Linked DNA regions of Sus scrofa: region 1 is linked to region 2. A link is a contact called in public HiChIP or PLAC-seq data. All regions are on one chromosome and are shown on one strand. The core of a region is the stretch at or near the end of the contact, and the rest is flanking DNA. Distances in the headings are between cores, read along the strand shown. Region 1 overlaps IL20RB (interleukin-20 receptor subunit beta). Region 2 holds the start of STAG1 (cohesin subunit SA-1).

What was found. HiChIP or PLAC-seq counts read pairs in DNA pulled down with a chosen protein or histone mark.
Region 1: a contact with region 2 is called in an H3K27ac HiChIP or PLAC-seq map of skeletal muscle, with 3 times the contacts expected there. The contact joins the enhancer-like site here to the promoter of STAG1 in region 2. A contact is called at or near these places in 1 of 5 promoter capture datasets (liver), 17 of 47 Hi-C or Micro-C datasets (alveolar macrophages, brain, embryonic fibroblasts and 8 more) and 2 of 2 datasets of contacts at active chromatin or transcription factors (alveolar macrophages and skeletal muscle).

What each region holds. Positions count from the first base shown.
Region 1 is chr13:77,977,291-77,981,553 of Sscrofa11.1, forward strand. The region is part of intron 5 of IL20RB (interleukin-20 receptor subunit beta); the gene reads left to right. Among named protein-coding and RNA genes, the nearest start is that of IL20RB, 33 kb to the left of the region's middle. Within about 2 kb of position 2,766, at least 25 of the 83 cell types and tissues checked have an H3K27ac peak or open chromatin away from gene starts, as enhancers often do. A contact at or near this core is called in fetal skeletal muscle, liver, omental adipose tissue and 2 more, where this site is marked.
Region 2 is chr13:77,861,595-77,865,932 of Sscrofa11.1, forward strand. STAG1 (cohesin subunit SA-1) reads right to left here and starts at 1,903. Exons shown (of 38, transcript XM_021071121.1): 1 at 1,444-1,903. It also overlaps a transcript of NCK1 not described here.

The sequences.
Region 1 (4,263 bases), core at 1,516-4,015, 120 kb after region 2:
CAAGCTGTCACTGCTATGGCTCAGATTCAGTTCCTGGCCTGGGACTTCTACATACTGTGGGCACAGCCAAACAAATAAATAAAGAAGAACTTCTTCATCCTTCTTCATAGCTACATGATAGTCTATTATATGTACATAACTAGTTTAACTAGTCCCCTATTGATGGATATTTCATTTTTTCCCAATATTTTACTATTAGAGCCAATGCTTTCATTAATTACCTTGTATATAGATCATTTGATGGTATATTTGAAGGATAAATTCCTGAAAGTAGAGTTGCTGGGTCAAAGGAAATACAGAGAATTTTGACCATTGTTTCCAAGTTGCTCTCTAAAGGGGTGTTATCCTTTGTGTAGACGTATGGTGTATTTATATTATGCATATTCTTTTTTTTTTTTTTAAATGGCCACACCTGTAGTGTATGGAGGTTCCTGGGCTAGGGATTGAATCATAGCTACAGCTGCAGCCTATGCCACAGCCACAGCCTGCAACAACGCTGGATTCTTAACCCACAGAGCAAAGCCAGGGATTGAACCCGCATCTTCACAGACATTCTTAACCCACAACAGGAACTCTGTATCATGCATATTCTTTGTATTTTTATTTTTTCACAAATATTATCTCCGTAACATTTTCCCTGTAGATTTTCTGATTACTATTTTATATTACTTTTTAAAACCGTATAAGTAAAGCTTGCTAAAAAATTCAAACAATGCAAAAGTACATAAAGAGGTCCATATTCTCCATTCTCCCCATACCACTCCAATCTCCCCAAGATTTCCTTTGGCAAGTTTGGAGTTAATCTTCCAGTCAGTGTGTGATGCTAGTATTCACAGGCACAGATGGGACCATTCTGTGCTCACTGCTCTGTCCCTGGCCTATCTTCACTTGGAATCTATTGTGAACATCTTTTCATGTCAGTACATATGGATCTACCTCTCCAAAGAAGATGCATATCAAGCCAATATATAGATATGTCAAACTATATGTACCTGGGCTATTAATAAGTGTCTTCTGTGCTTTCCAGTCTTTTGCCACTGCAACCCGTGCTGCAGTGAAGGAGCTTGGATATATCTTAGTTCTCATTGTAATAGAGGAACTCCTAAGTGCCATGCTGATAATGTATTCCATCATCCTCTATTGGGGGCTATTTAGATCATTTCCATCTGCTTTTGGAGATGATGTCCGTTCACTGAATCATTCATTTATTCATTCAGTGAATAATTATTGAGCACTGACTATGTGCCAAGCGCTGGCTTTGTCACAGCTGGGACGTTCCTGCCCTCACGGAGCTTTGCTTTTAGTTGGGGAGACAGATTACAAAGAAGTAAGCAAATGAGATAGTTTCCCTTGGTGGTATGTGCTATGAGAAAACACACCGGAGTACGCTGGGGGTGGAAGGACATGCAGGTGTGCTGCTTTGGGCAGAGAGGGAGACTGGTTACCAGGTTGTTGTTCTAATCCAGATGTTGCCATGAACTGCTCTCTGCATGTAATTGTTTCCTTCCTTGGAATTATTTTTTTGGAATCCACTCAAAGGAGTGGTGAAAGGGTTTGAACATTATTGTATCTCTTGATGTGTATGGCCAAAATATTTTCCAAAAGCATTGATTCAAACGATGGTACCCCCAGCCCCCTGGGAGAGCCCACTAGCTTCTCTGCAGCCACATGGGCTGTGCCACCATTCACATCTGGGTGAGCAGCCCAGCCCAGAGGGGCTAAATGAATTGCTAGAGGTTCCTCCTGCATCTGCAGATGGCTCAGACATGGCACTTTCTGATACATCCCTTAGTGGAATTTGGAGCCAGTTCTACCTGTGTGATCTGGGGTAAGTCACTTAACCACTGGAGGGGCTTGATACGTCAGAGTTATTGTGTGACTGTTTTCTGAGCCCAGTATTTTCCTCCACAGCCTGAATCATTGCCAAGACCAAATTGTGAAACACACTTTGTTTTCAGTTGCAGCCCAGCACCCTTCTGTGCCGTTCTCTTTAGGTGCCTCCCCCTCATCCTGCCCGGGGCCTGGCACTCTGCCTTCCTTCTGGCAGAGGCGCCGAGGTATGTGCAAACACAGCTAGGGTTTAACAGATAATGCTCCTCCCTTTCCCTTCCCAAGAAAAAGGGTGTAATCTTCCCTGTGGGGCTTTCTGAAAACCAAGTCTTGATCTGGATTCTAGGAAAAGTGTTTTAATGGTGGTCATTTTGGTCATGAGGGCATCTGTCAAGTCTCAGCGTGTTGGCAGCTGCTCTCTTGGGCAGTCTGCAGAGCCAACTCCAAGAGAGTGAGGGAAGACCAGGATTGGCGAGTTTGTCTCCTAAGCTGCTTCCTGTCTTTCTGTTTCCAGGAGAGAGCCTGCCCCTGGCACTGGCCCTGTTTGCATTTGTGGGCTTCATGCTCGTCCTCGTGGTTGTGCCGTTCTCCGTCTGGAAAATGGGCCGGCTGCTCCGGCGCTCCTGTTGCCCTGTGGTGGTGCTCCCCGACACCTTGGTAACTGTGTTCTATTTTCCTTTCAAAGCACCGCCCTGACCAGATGTCATGTAGGCCTCTGTGGGGCCTGGGCACACGTGTCGTGGGTCTCCAAGCATTTGCACAAAGAGGGGAGAAGAGCACTTATGGGCCTTCCCTTTAGGTCAAAAGGGATGGGAGATCTCCCTTCTCCAGGGAGGGGTGGCCTTCCTCAGGGTCCCCTCAGGCCTCTGCTGCTTGCCCCCGGGGCCTGGCACAGCCAAGGCATCAGGAGTGTAGCCCAGCCCAGGAGGCCCGGCGTGTCAGGAGTCATGCCTGGTCTTACCCTCGGGACGGGCCTGCCAAGTGTTCTGGGCCCCTCCCATCATTACAGCAGCAGCTGCCTCCTGTAACATGTTCCAACACAACACTGTCGATTCATAAACCAAGAACCTCATGAGCTCTCAGGGTGAAGGGCATGTATGTGAATGTGGGGCCCACAGACTGTGCTCTGCCTTTGGCTGGGTACAGGGGGACTCTCGGTACCTGCCCGGTAACAACCCAGGGTGAGGAGTCCCCCAGCTCCTCACAAGCCAGGACACTTATCCTACTCCTGATGGCACTGGGCCATAGGTCTGAGTCTCTCCAGTGGGGAGAGGCCCTGGACGCCTATGCTAGAGTCAGGGAGCAAAAGCAGGGCTCCAGGGCTCCCACCATGGTCGCTATGCTTCCTGTGCACCCCCACCCCAGCCCCCAAGACCTCAGCACACCAACCAGTGCAACAAAAGACAACAAAATAATAACAGACAAAAGGAAACCCATCCCTGTCCCTTCAGGGATTTCTCACAGTTCTCTCCTGGCAGGAGGGGGTTGGCAGTTAGCTTCTCAGAAACAACTAGAGCCAGAATTTGCCTGCAAGCTATACATTCCTGTCATTCCTTATCACCCTGGAATCACCCAGGAAGGAAGCACCCTTGTGACATCTCATGGCCCTGAGAGCACAGGCCATGATCCTGATTCACAGGAGGACTAATCCTCCCAGCAGTCCAGTCCTCAGGACACCCCCACCCTGTTTGCCTAGTGTCAGCCCTCTTTCTTTCCAGGACTTCAGGGAGTCACAACTTTAGGGCACACTGGTCCAGAGTTAAGGGCTTTACAGATAATTGGCTCATTTCATTTGCCCCTTTGCATAACGCTTACCATCAGTTCCCCGTCCAGGCACTCAGACGACTAAATGCTTTACTGCTAAACATAAAGACAGCGGGATGTATCAACACAGGGCATAGGGTGGGCCTGCATCCCCTTCGGCAAGAACTGGAGGGTCTCAGAGTTTCCTGAAGCATAAAAGGATGTGCATTGGGCAGTTGTCAGGGTGCTGTTTTAGAGGTATCAATTGGGCCAAAATGTTTGATCATACTGTTCAGATCATCTTTGTCCTTACTGATTATTTTTGGTATAGTTCTATTAGTTATTGAGAGAGAGACAACAAATTCTCTATGAGTGTGCATGTGTCTGTTTGTCCTTTTGTGTCAAATTTTCATGTATTTTGAGCTGTTTTAGGTGCATACATATTTATGAGTGATAGGTCTTCCTGAGTAATTGAGTCTTTTATCATCATGAACCGTCTCTCTTTATCTCTGGCAATATTTCTTATCCTGATATCAATATAGCCTTTGTTTGTTTGGTTTTGGCTGTGCCCACGGCATGTAGAAATTCCTGAGCCAGGGATTGAACTTGGGCCATAGCAGTGACCCCAGCAACAGCAGTGACAATGCCAGATCCTTAACCCACGAGCCACACAGAAACTCTTAGCCCTTT
Region 2 (4,338 bases), core at 653-3,152:
AAAAAACATGTTTACAAATAACTAAAATCCTCTTATGAAAAAGCTCTTCCCCTCACTTCTATTGCTTCAATAGGTGGCATGCCATAGTTAAGAGATCTGGATCAAAATCTCATGAAGAGTTTATTCAGATCATTGGCCCATTCAAAATACATATTCTCTTACAAAATAAAATCTAAAGTTATGACTTCAGCATATTTTTTTTCTGGGCTTATTTTCCCCACTTAAAATGATATTTTAGGGTCATAAGCTACCTGATGGAAAGGACCATTTTATCTGTTATATTTTTATTCACATCTCCTAACCTTATCACATGTTAAATATGTAACTAGAATTTAGCAAGGTGTAGTTTGATATGTGATTCTGGAGAAATAGTTTCAACCTCTGGACCATGGTTTCTCCAGCTTCAATAATGAATGTAATAATAGCTCTATCCATGAACTTTACTAAGATGTATCAACAAATAAAACTACTGTATTAGTTAGCTTGGGCTGCTACAGCAAAATACCACAGACTGGGTGGCCTAAACAACAGAAATTTAATTCTCACAGTTCTGGAGACTGAAAGTCCCACATCTGAGTGCCAGCAAAGTTAGTTTTTGGCAAGAGCTCTCTTCCTGGCGTGCACATGGCTGCCTTCTCAGTGTGTCTTCTAGTTGTGAAGACAGAGAGCAAGCTACAGGGCTTGCTGTATCTTACAAGGGCACATCCTATAGGATTAGGGCCTCACTCTTACCACCTCAGTTGACCTTAGTTACCTCCTAAAGGTCCTAGGAGGCCTTTCTAGAATACATTTAGAATGTACTTTTAAATACATTCACATTGGGGGATAGGGCTTCAACATGAATTTTGGTAGGGAACACAATTCAGTCCATGATAAAATATGCAAAGGTATTTAGACCCTTTGAATAATCCAAAATTCACTTACATTATTCACTTTAGATGCTAGTTATGGGATATAGATGTAGAGTTGTTGCTGCCTGGAGTTCAGTGTGGTCTACTTGCTCTAGCCAACTTGAGGCCAGGAAGGGCTGGACCATAGGTGTTTTGTGCTTGACCTTGTGATCCTATATATAGCAAGTGAACCACACACCTCTATCAGCACGCAAACAATTTTGAAGTTAAATATAGAAAAGCAGAAACTCTTGGAATTTAGGGCCAGGATTAAAAATGGGATTGGAAGATGTATTAATGCCTAAACAATATTTACTGACGATCTAGCATGTGCTTGGCACTGGGGAAAAACTGTATACTGACATGGCTCCTGATTTAACTGAATGTACAGTGTCGGTAGGGAGACGGACTGACTCTTTCAACAGCTTAGGTGGGGACAATATCTGTGCACCTTGGCAGTCTTCCCTAAGGGGGCAACACCTAAGCAGAGCTACAGAGATGGCAGGGAATGGAGGGTGGCTGCAGTGCTGGCGTCGCGGGAGAACCAACTTACTGATGGCCGGTGACTGGGGCTGGGCCGCTAAGAATGGGCAGACCTGGCACCAAAGATCACTGCTCTCCTCACAGCAAGGCTTCTGCAGCCAAGACGGGAAGCTACCCACGCACCAGGACCCTTCGAAGGCCTTCAGACTCAGCTTATTTCTGTTTGCTGCTCAATTTAAGCATATGTCTGACATTTTCCTCTCAGGTCCCCATTTCCAGGTCTTTATGTTTGTTTTGCTTTTTAAGTTCCCCGCCCTTAAAAACCTTTTGCTGGCAAGACCTTCTTCAGATGCGGAAACCAGGAGGAAGCGTCCAGAATAGCAAGGGCTGACCTCGGGAAGCCGTCATTTCTGTTGTGGGTTCTCTCCTGTGGCGCTGAGAAAGTCCAAAGTAATCAGCTAGAGAGACAAAAGCTACAAGAATCAGATGCAGGCCCGGCGTTCCTCGCCCGCTCGCTCAAAGCTGTCTGCGGAGCCTTCTCAGCTCACTCCACACCCAGCACAACGCTTGATTGACAGAGGGGCCCGCCCACTCGTGGCGCAGCGCAGATCGCTCTCGCGTCAGTGATAGGAGGGAACGGAGCGGCTGAGCCTATTAGATGGGGCAGGGAGGGGGTTTCCTGCCCGCGCGGATCCGCCCGCGGCCTCGCAGCCAGTCCGCACAGCAGCCCCGCCCACTCGCCGCGCGCCCCGCCCCTCTCCCCAGAGCTACGCGGCGGCAGAGCGGAGGCCTCGTGCCCTAACGGCCATCGCGGTGGCCGCGGTGGCATCCCGGTGCCCTCCTCAGGTGAGCTGGGGCCGCCTGGGCTCGGCAAGAGGGGAGGTGAGACGGTCCTGCCGGCAGGCAGACGCACGGACAGCTTTTCCTTGCTTCCAGAGTCTTCACAGCCTGTTACTTGCCGCGGCACTTCCTCTTCCCCGGCGAAGTTAGCCCCCGGGGGCGCCGTCTGCCGGCCCCGAGTTGAGCCGGAGGGGGCGGGGAGGCCGCTCGTCCCGGCCTAGGCATTTGCCTGGCTGCTGCGCGCGACCCTCTGGCCACTGCCCTGGGCGGCGCGGCCCCGCGGCCTCCCTCTCCATCCTTTGGGAGTCCGGTCGTGTTGAGCGCAGCGGCCTGCGGCCCCGTGAGGCTGGGAGGTCGAATGTGTGGCGCGTGTCCCCCACCCCGTTTCTTTTCCTAACCAAAAGTCGTGTTGGCTGTTGTGGCGCAGTCCGAGGCCGCGAAGGTAGGGACGTGGTAGACGAGGACAGGGGCGTGCACACCCCCAGCTTGAGAGTGGGGGTAAGGAGCGTTTCCCTGTGTTGGGGGTGGACATCCTGGTGATGCGCCATACGCCCCCTCCAGTCCCCCCCTCCTTTCCCTTCTACTGGAAAAATACGGGTTATTTTAATCTTGTGGATTTGCGGTAGATTAGTACGAGAGTTGATTGAACTATGAGCTTTTGACTATATTGTGTTCTAATATATCCAGTAAAAAGAATGTATCTCGATAGTTGGTTTTGTAACCTTTCTTATCTGTGTCCATAAAAGTTAAATTAGCCGTCAGAAACTCGGGAAGCTGGATTTTGTTCGGGTCTGAGAACCCTAACATTATGTGCGCTCAGTTAATGTCTAACTAAGGAATTAGTTACCTAAAAATAATTCTGGCCGTTGGATTTGGTAAGAAACCATGAGAGTTAGGAAAGAAGGTAAGGAGAAATTTCTAATCCTGTATTGGGTGGTGAGCAAATAAGCTGAATATCCGGACAAAACTGGTAAGTGTTGCAAGAGGTATTCACTTTTTAAAATCTTAACTTCGGCAGATTTATGAAAGACAATTTGTACAATTTATTAAGCACTTGGAAAGCACTGTACCCAAAGTCTCCATCTTCAGCTATGAGTGCATAGTAAATGGGGAAATAATCCAAGAAGAAGGTTTTATCTGTTTGATAATTGTCAATAATGTTTAGTTCTTAAATAGGCATCCCATTCACAGTTTGATAGAAACTCGAGAAATATGCAGTGGTTGATTAATAGTTTTATTTTATCTTGATCACAAACGTGGGGACTTTCTTTTTTGGAAATTATGATTTGTAAGCATTCTATGCAGAATGGTCAAGATTTCTTAGCTGTGCTTGTTCATGTATTAAATTTTAAGTTGTTTGCTTTCTTTTTCTAAGCATTATATTTAGTCCAGATTTAGAGGTCTTTGTAAATAAAACTTGAAGCATACATCAAACATTTTTTATCATGCCATTGGATTTTTCTTTTCTTTTTAAATTTTTATTTATTTATTTTTTTGTCTTTTTAGGGCGGAACCCGTGGTATTTGGAGGTTCCCAGGCTAGGGGTCGAGTGGGAGCTACACCCGCCGGCCTACACCACAGCCATAGCAATGCCAGATCTGAGAGGCGTCTGTGACCTACACAACAGCTCATGGCAACACCAGATCCTTAACCCACTGCTCGAGGCTAGGGATGGAACCTGCATGTTCATGGATGCTAGTCAGATTGATTTCCACTGAGCCCCGAGAGGAACTCCATTTTTTCTTTTTTTAATTCAGTGAATTTTAGTACATATTTATAGTTGTACGACCATCATCACAACCTAATTTTACTCTTTTTTTTTTTTTTTTTTTCTTTTTCCAGGGCCACACCTGCAGTATATGGAGGTTCCCAGGCTAGGGGTCGAATCGGAGTTGTAGCTGGCGGCCTGTGCCACAGCCACAGCAACACTAGATCCGAGCCGAGCCGTGTCTGCAACCTACACCACAGCTCACAGCAACTCCGGATCCTTAACCCACTGAGCGAGGCCAGGGATCGAACCCGAAACCTCATGGTTCCTAGTCGGATTCGTTAACCACTGAGCCACAACAGAACACCACAATCTCAATTTTAGAACATTTCCTCCCCAAACCCTCAGTTCATTCCT